Regions from separate parts of the Gossypium hirsutum genome. Here region 2 is linked to region 1. Evidence: chromatin contacts called from public Hi-C data. All regions are on one chromosome and are shown on one strand. The core of a region is the stretch at or near the end of the contact, and the rest is flanking DNA. Distances in the headings are between cores, read along the strand shown.

The links. Hi-C and Micro-C count contacts between places; a contact is called where the count stands out from the background.
Region 2: a contact with region 1 is called in a Hi-C map of petal, with 3 times the contacts expected there. The contact joins the enhancer-like site here to the promoter of LOC107890445 in region 1. A contact is called at or near these places in 6 of 34 Hi-C or Micro-C datasets (anther, fibers, hypocotyl and 2 more).

The regions. Positions count from the first base shown.
Region 1 is chrA07:91,316,007-91,320,267 of Gossypium_hirsutum_v2.1, reverse strand. LOC107890445 (SNF1-related protein kinase regulatory subunit beta-2) reads left to right here and starts at 2,889. Exons shown (of 6, transcript XM_016814862.2): 1 at 2,889-3,224; 2 at 3,399-3,562; 3 at 3,985-4,140. The coding sequence starts at 3,221.
Region 2 is chrA07:91,364,997-91,369,201 of Gossypium_hirsutum_v2.1, reverse strand. No RefSeq gene overlaps it. Among protein-coding and RNA genes, the nearest start is that of LOC107890445, 50 kb to the right of the region's middle. Within about 2 kb of position 1,286, at least 2 of the 9 cell types and tissues checked have an H3K27ac peak or open chromatin away from gene starts, as enhancers often do.

The sequences.
Region 1 (4,261 bases), core at 1,640-4,139:
GCTGCTATTTTTAGAGTCATTGGCCAAATGAGCACTTCCAAACTTATCATGCTTCAACCTTTCTTCCTCTTTCACATAATGAGAAATGAGCTCATTTAGAGTCCATTTCTCCTTTTAACAGTTGTAACTAATTTTAAACTGATTAAACTGTGTAGGAAGCGATACCAAAATCATAAAAACAAGAAATTCCTCAAAAGCTTGATCTTAAGTGCCTTAAGTATTGAAGCAACATAGAACATATCTATGATGTACTCTCTCACATTTCCTTAACCCTTATACTTCACAGACATCAAAGAAGTCAGAAATGATGTCATCTCAACCTTAAGTATTGAAGCAACCTGAAAATGTGTTTGGGTGCTTTAACCCCTGGTTAAGTTTAAACAAGAGTGGTTAAGACTCCGTTTCAAGCTACGGCTTAAGTGTTATTTGTGATTGATGTGTGTAATGTCTGACTTTGAACTCGATTAACTAGGGTATTGGGTGTGCATATCTGTTCTGTCTGAATGTCTGATATTGTATCACTGTTTTGTGAGATTGAATGCATACATGCATTTGTATAAACTGTTTTGGGTTTGGTTGTGAAGAGAAGGGAGACTGATTCTGATCTGATCTGACAGTTCTACTGTGATTTATATGTACAACAATTTATCGTACTGTATCGCACATGCGTTAGCTTTGCTGCGCACTATTATCTGATCTGGCAATTTAACTGCCACTTGCCTGTATAGCAATTTACCGCATACGCTAGCCCTACTACGTATTATTATCTGAGTGGCTTAATCCACATATGTTGGTGTGTAGGTTTGGATGGGCCTTTCGAGGTCCTAATTGGTGTGTTTGGTTGGATGAGCTTTAACAGTTCTTTTGGGGTGTGATCGGGGGATGGAGAGGTGTGTTGGCTGGATGGGTTGTTTTTTTATTTGACTGCATTTTATTTGCATCTGTCTATGAGTTCTGACTGTAAGATATGTTGATTATATTCTGTTGTCTGAACATCATTTGTGCTGAATATTTGAGTGAACTTGATATACTATGTTTGTTAAGTTCTGTTGGAACGTTAGTTCCAAGTGTGCTTCCTGACACTAAGAGTAACTAAAAATCTGTTGTTCTATTGGATTGCGTTATAAATTCCTGTTTTTAGTTCTATTTCAGACTCACACTGAGCTTAAGTAGCTCATCCTCTCTTAGTGTTTCCCTTTTATGTACACTTTCGTTTTCTACAGTTGGACTCAGTAAGTCGGAGGTCTCAGAATCATCGCGTTTTTCTTTAACTGGTTAATAATCAATTCTTTTAATCTGAGTTTTATGTAAACGGTTGTAGATTGTAATTTCTGTTTTAAACACTATGGTATGAAATGTTTTGAATTAAATTGGTTGAATTAAAATACCTTGCGTTGAATAATGGGATTTGATAACTAAAAAGTTTTACATAACTTAAATAAACTGGGTGTTTTCTAACTAGATAACTAAAATTTTACGTAGATCTCTTCAGTGATCAATGTATCGTCCGAGATCCAATCTAAATTCCTAGACTGGGTTCGAGTGTTACAGTCTAGGAAGCGATACCAAAATCATAAAAACAAGCAATTCTTCAGAAAGCTTGATCTTAAGTGCCTTAAGTATTGAAGCAACCTTAAGTATTAAAGCAACCTTTACCCTTATACTTCACAGGCATCAAAGAAGTCAGAAATGATGTCATCTCAACCTTAAGTATTAAAGCAACCTAGAACATCTCCATAAGCTTTCCATGCCTTCTCATCTAGAGACTTAATAAACACTCTTATTCATTCTTTTCAGTAGGCATAGTTGAAGTCATCTAACATAGGGGATCTGGGAATTGAGCTACCTTCCATTTTTGAGCATTTTAAAAGTAACATCCTTACATGACATGTGAGGTGTCTAGTTTTGATAACAATTCATAGTGTTGAGTATTGTATTGGGAGTTGCAACTAAAGATACAACTAGAACTAAAAAATAAGAACAAAGAATACAAGAATTGTTTATATAGTTCGAAACCCTTTCCTATGTTAGTGGGGGCATTGCCCAACGAGTATTCCAATATGAATTACTAGTACAATATGTGATTTAAACTCAATTCACCCGCCATGTAGCAAATGTGCTAGTGGTAATGAGTAGTGCTTTAAAGGAGAAAGAAGAAAATGTATTGTTTAATGATGTATATGCTCGTTTAAGAGAGTTGAGCTTCTTTGCTAATAAATGAGTAGTATTTCTTTGGACAACATTTAAATTTATAATTTTTAAATAATTTTTATAATATTATAACTTTTTATATTTTTTAATTTTTATATTTCTTTAAATTTTAAAATTTTAATTTTTTTTACATGCCATATATATTTTTTTATCTGAAATAAAAAGAAGGGATTGTCTAGAATTAAATTAAGAACTAATACCAATAAAAATTTAAACAATGGAAGCCATTTATTATTACATTAATAATTAGTTGACAAGAAAACATCATTATTTTAGAATCAAATGAATTGATTAAATTAAAAATTAATTAAGGTATCAATTTGGAATAAGAAATTAGATCAGTTGACTTACAAAATGAATTGATTGAATCGTATTTTAATATTTATAAATTTTTAATAATTTATTTAATTAAATGATTTGATGAATTTTTAAAAATTAAATTGATGTGGCAGGATATTAAAAGTTTAGAGGGGCGTGACCAGAATCAAATTATGAACAGGTGTACAGGAAGGCATTGTTGAGTAATTAAAAACAAAGATAAAATATGAAATGGGAATGTAGGAGACGTGGCAGGAGATGATTCCCGCAAGGCATCAACCGTAAAGAAGGGCACAACGTGTATAGGGGAACAGTTGGGTTATTGTGGACAAAAGGCAGAAACAACATTCTTTTGAGCCAACCATCATGACTTGGTTGGTCCATGACTTCTCCATTTATACTATAAGGATCTTTCTTCCAAACTCATTGGAGAATATTATAAATAATTTCACTTTTCATTATTCACTTGTTTCCGCTTTTTCTTTTTTTTTTCAACTCATCCAGAAGTGAGTGAGAGAAATGGAGTAGACAAGTAGCACTTTCCCATTAAGACCTCCATCAATCAATCAAATGCTCATATAAATAATTAATAAAGAAAATTACATTAATGTAAAGTTGCAGAAATTATGGTGCTTTCCCTTGACTTGTTCCTTTGCTTGCTTTCTTGTGATTGTGCAGTCCAGTTACACTCATGGGTGAGTAAAGTACCCCCCTCCCCTTCTAAAGCATCGAGTATATTTGATCAGTTCTGCTTTTTTGGTTTTTCTGGGTTTTTTTTGGTTCCATGGGGAGTGATGGGTTTTTGTGGTTTAATAGAAATTGTTGAGACTATTTAACTAATTTGAGGTGTTTCTTACTTGTTTTTAAAGTAATGGGAAATGTTAGTGGTAGAGATGATGGTGAAGGAGGTTCAGGAGCAAAGAAGAATGGAAATGAAGTGGATAATGAGCAATTTAATTCAGACCCAATGCTTCACTCCCCTCCACATAGTCCTAATGAGTCTTATCAGCCTCCTTTCCTTTTCCCTCCACAGGTTAGTTCTTTATTCTTCTTTTCTCTTCCTTGTTTGGTAGGGTTGAATTGAAGGGTGGAATAACATGAGGACAGACTTGATTCAGTGAAGCATGTATATATATATATATATAGTTTAAGTTTGGGAACATGAATATGAGAATTTGTATTTGGATTTAATTATTAGAATGAAATGCTTACCTTGGAAAATACTAGATTTTTTGTTAATGAAAAAGATTGATATTAGATCTAAATTTGATACTGGATTAGACTTATCTCTAAAGCAAAGGGAAAAGAAACCCTCTATAGAGATTTAGTGCCACTACATTGCTATGCCCAGAAATTGACATCTGAAGTGCTTGTTCATGATATGGAATATATAAATGCAATATATATTAACTGAAAGAAAGACCACTAACATCTGTATTGAATTTGTATGTTTAGATCCCTATGTTTCCCTGGCTAAGATCTGCTGAAATGATCCAAACTCAAACTCAAAATGATATGTTAATGCAAAACACTACGCGGTACGAAGATATCCGTAGTGAGAATAACTTGCCATGGGAATACAACGATTCAGGCAGAGCTCCGGATTTACAGGTATTCTGAAGCTTCTTTTCTAAATCTTTGCCATGTTGGTAATAAGTGGGTAATTGTGTTAGCCACCATTTCATCTCATTCTATTTTTGCCTTTTCCATTGCTTACTTGGACAGAATCTTT
Region 2 (4,205 bases), core at 37-2,536, 51 kb before region 1:
TCATATTTTTACTCAACTTCTTTCATAATAATGCAAAATGTTTAAAACTTTTAAATTATATATTTTTTTAATAAGACTTTTTTAACACATTTTTTAACCCAAATTTCTTTTCTAAATTACGGGTGTTTGATAAATTTATTAAAAAAATTATTTACTAAATTACTAAATATTAATATAAATATTAAATATAATTATGTTGTTTGATGAAAGTAAAAATGATCCATTTCTTAGTTTTTTTGGGTAGTTTCTTAGTTTTAAATTTATTAATGAAATATTTTATATTATTTTAAATAGTTTTAGAAATAAAATAAGGTAATTTAAATATTTCATTTAGAACAATAATTTATTTTAATTTTTAATAAAATAAAAATAAATTAATATTTTCTACATTAAATGATAAATAACTACTTATCTATTTATTTTATTCAACATTTTTTTACTGAAAATTTTATATTTAATAAAAAATTAAAATAGTTATCAGACACATCCAAAATATTAAATACTAAAAATTTTCATTCAAACTCACCCTAAATTATTTTTTCTTTTTCGACCCAAAATTGTTCAACAATAATATTTAACTAGTCCTCTATATATAGCAACCGTAATTAGGAAGTAACCAACATATATACACTAATTACAATTAAGTAAAATGCTGAAATTGTAAAAACATGAAACATGAGCTATAATAATTGTGCTTAACTTGTAATAATTTTACATAATTTTTAAATATTATTAATAATTTATTTATTTGATATATTTTGGCATTTTTGTATATAGTGTTTACGAGATTTTTTTATGTCATATCGTATTTTGTATGATATTTTACTTATTTTCAAATATCATTATCGAGTATAAGAATATTAAGCCTAAATTAAAGACTGAGGATTCCTAGTTAAAGTGATAAATAAATTTTTTTCATTAAAAAAAGAAAAGAAAAGAGAAAAGTCATGTGAGGGAAAGTCGTTCCATTTTGGAATTGGGAAGGCGTATATGATTCCACATATCTTAGTGTTTTGATTATTTATCAAACCAAAATTGAACAAATTCACGTGAAGTTAATGAAGGAAATAATATTATATAGGGTCCAAATCAAAAGCAAAAAGATAGATTTATGTGGCCAACAACATTGTTTTGGGAGTAGAATATTTAGTGTGTGGTGTTATGGCATAATCGGTAGATTCTGAGCTAGCTCACACATTAATGTCAATCTGTCTCTCCCATGTCACCTTGCGTCTTCCTAATTACTTTCTTCAACAGCCGCCTAAGAAACCAGTGCCTTTTCTCTTATTCTCTTTTATTTCCTTTCCTATCTGTTACCCAAGCCTTTAATGACCTTCAGTGATGAGGATGTGCGACTTGGAATGCTTCCACATGAAGATTTAGCCTTTGGAGCCAGATAGTCTCATTAGTCTAATGGAGAAAAATATGAAACTCACCGCTTAGAATAGAATCGGTTATAAATAAGAGAATAACTTATATTAGGATGACCCTAAAAATTAAAGTTTTTAGGCACCAATAAAATTAAGTCACATCACTAAAATTTAAAAATATGCAATTATTATTATACACCCATTAATATTCAATCCACTCTCCAATTCTAATTAAATTATTTTAAAATATAAGTTATTAAAGTAAAAAATCAAATATCAAGAAGTGATAGCTATAGTGGCAAGGCATATTACCTCGATTTTCCTAAAATATCAATCCAATCCACAATACGATTAACCCAAACAGCCACGACAATTCCAAATTGGCATAAATCCCTTACCTTTGGACGTAAACAACACCTTCACAAGCTTTAATCCTCCTGTGGATTAATCGTTCCGCGACCTTTACCTAGATAACCCAAAAGATTAATAACAGAAAACGTAGCACTCAAACCCTAACTTAGCAAAAAACAAATAACGAAATGAAGAGCCTCAGTAACAGAAGAAACAAATATAGACAATACTTACGCAATAATCGAGTAATAAACAATTCAATCAACACCAACCACCGAAATTGAGTACCACAAAAACAACCAGCTAAGAACACAAAGAAAATTTTGGGAAACAAAATCAAGAAAGTAAGAAAGAAAAGTTGAAGACCTTCCTTTACTAGAATCTATGTGAACAGGAAAAAGAAACAAAATGAACAGAATAAGGAGAAAAGAAGAAACGTGCCAAGTGGGGAAAGATTTTGAGAAATCCACTTTTTTAATTTCAAAATAAAATAAAATCTAAAAGATAAGCTGACTCTCTACCACTGAACCAATAGACTCACTCTTGGCACAAGTTATGCGAAAATAAAATTTAAGCCCAGTAAACAGAGATAGGGACAGAAACAAAAATAGCAAAAATTTCAAAGAGCGAGATTTGAACACATGACCTCAAACACATATCCAAAGGACTTAACCACTGAAGAAGATCACTTAACTTGACAAATTTTAGTAAATTAAAACTCAAATTTTTGGGGCGTTATAACTCTCCTCCCCAAAAAGAAATTTTGGCCTCAAAATTTACCTGATTCAAATAGATGTGGGTATTGCTATCGAATTGAGTCCTCATGTTTCCAAATGGCTTCCTTAATGTCATGATTCCACCACAAAACCTTAACTAAAGGAATGGTCTTCCTTCTCAAGACCTTAACCTCTTGATCCAGAATCTGAACAGGTTCCTCTTCAAAAGTTAAATCCGGTCTTACATCAATCTCTTCAACAAACACAATATGAGATGTGTCAAACCGATATCGTCTCAACATAGAGACGTGAAACACATCATGAATACGATCTAACTCCAGAGGCAACTCCAACTAATAAGCGACTGGCCCAACTTGTTTCAGAATCCGATAAGGCCTAATGAATCTAGGGCTCAACTTGCCCTTACATCTGAACCAAATGACTTTTTTCCATGGAGATACCTTAAAGAAAACTCGATCTTCTACACCAAACTCAATATCTCTCATTTTCAGATCCATGTAAGATTTCTGTCTACCAGAAGTTGTCTCAGAAACCAAATTAGGACCCAAAATCCACCTCTCACCTAACTTAGTCCAACACAAAGGGGTGCGACATTTACGACCATACTGAGCCTCGTATGGTGCCATCTGAACACTAGAATGAAAGTTGTTATTATATTAGCCAGTGCAGAAACTCCTCCCAACTACCACGAAAGTTGATGACACAACTCCGTAACATATACTATAAAATCTGAATCACTCACTCTGACTGCCCATCAGTCTAAGAATGGAATGCAATATTAAAATCTAACCAAGTACCCAAAGCCTCATGCAGTTTCTTCCAAAATCAAGACATAAACTGAGGGCCTCTATTAGAGATAATTGAGAGCAGAACGCCATGAAGTCTAACCACCTCGGAAATATATAACTTAGCCAATTTCTGCAAAGAAAAGTCAGTCCTGACCAAAAGAAAATGGGCAAAATTGGTTAAATGATCCATGATAACTCAAATAGAATTCTTCTTAGTAAGTGCTAAAGGCAACCCACTAATGAAGTCCATAGTCACACACTTCCATTTCCAAATAGGAATCTTTACGAGTTGAAACAAACCCGAAGACAGTTGGTGCTCAGCCTTAACTTGTAGGCTTGTATGACAATGAGAAACGAAATTAGTTACCACCTGCTTCAAATCGAGCCATCAGTATAACTTTCAGAGATCTCGATACATCTTATTTCCACTAGGATGCATAGCATAAGGGCTACTATGCGTTTCCCGCAGTATAGATTGCCTCAACTCAGTATCATTAGGCACACAAACCCGACCTCTAAAACATAGAACCCCATCACTATTCAACCCAAAATCAAAAGTCCTACCTTCTTCAACCTGTCGAATCGTAGAATCAGTGAATAATTGACTAAATGCTTAACCTGAATCTAATCAATCTAAGTTGGCTTAACTTGCAACTCGACTAAAAGACTACCATCATCAAACAGACTTAGGCAAGCAAATATCAGCCTCAAACCAAACATCAATCTATGACTAAGAGCATCAGCCATAATATAAGCCTTACCAAGATAATACTCAATGGTACAATAGTAGTCCTTAAGCAACTCAATCCATCTACGTGACCTTAAATTCAACTCCTTCTGAGGAAGGAGATACTTGAGGCTCTTGTGATCAGTGTAGATGATACACCTCTCACCATACAGATAATGCCTCTAGATTTTTAAAGCGAAAACAACCGCAACCAACTCAATATCATGCATGG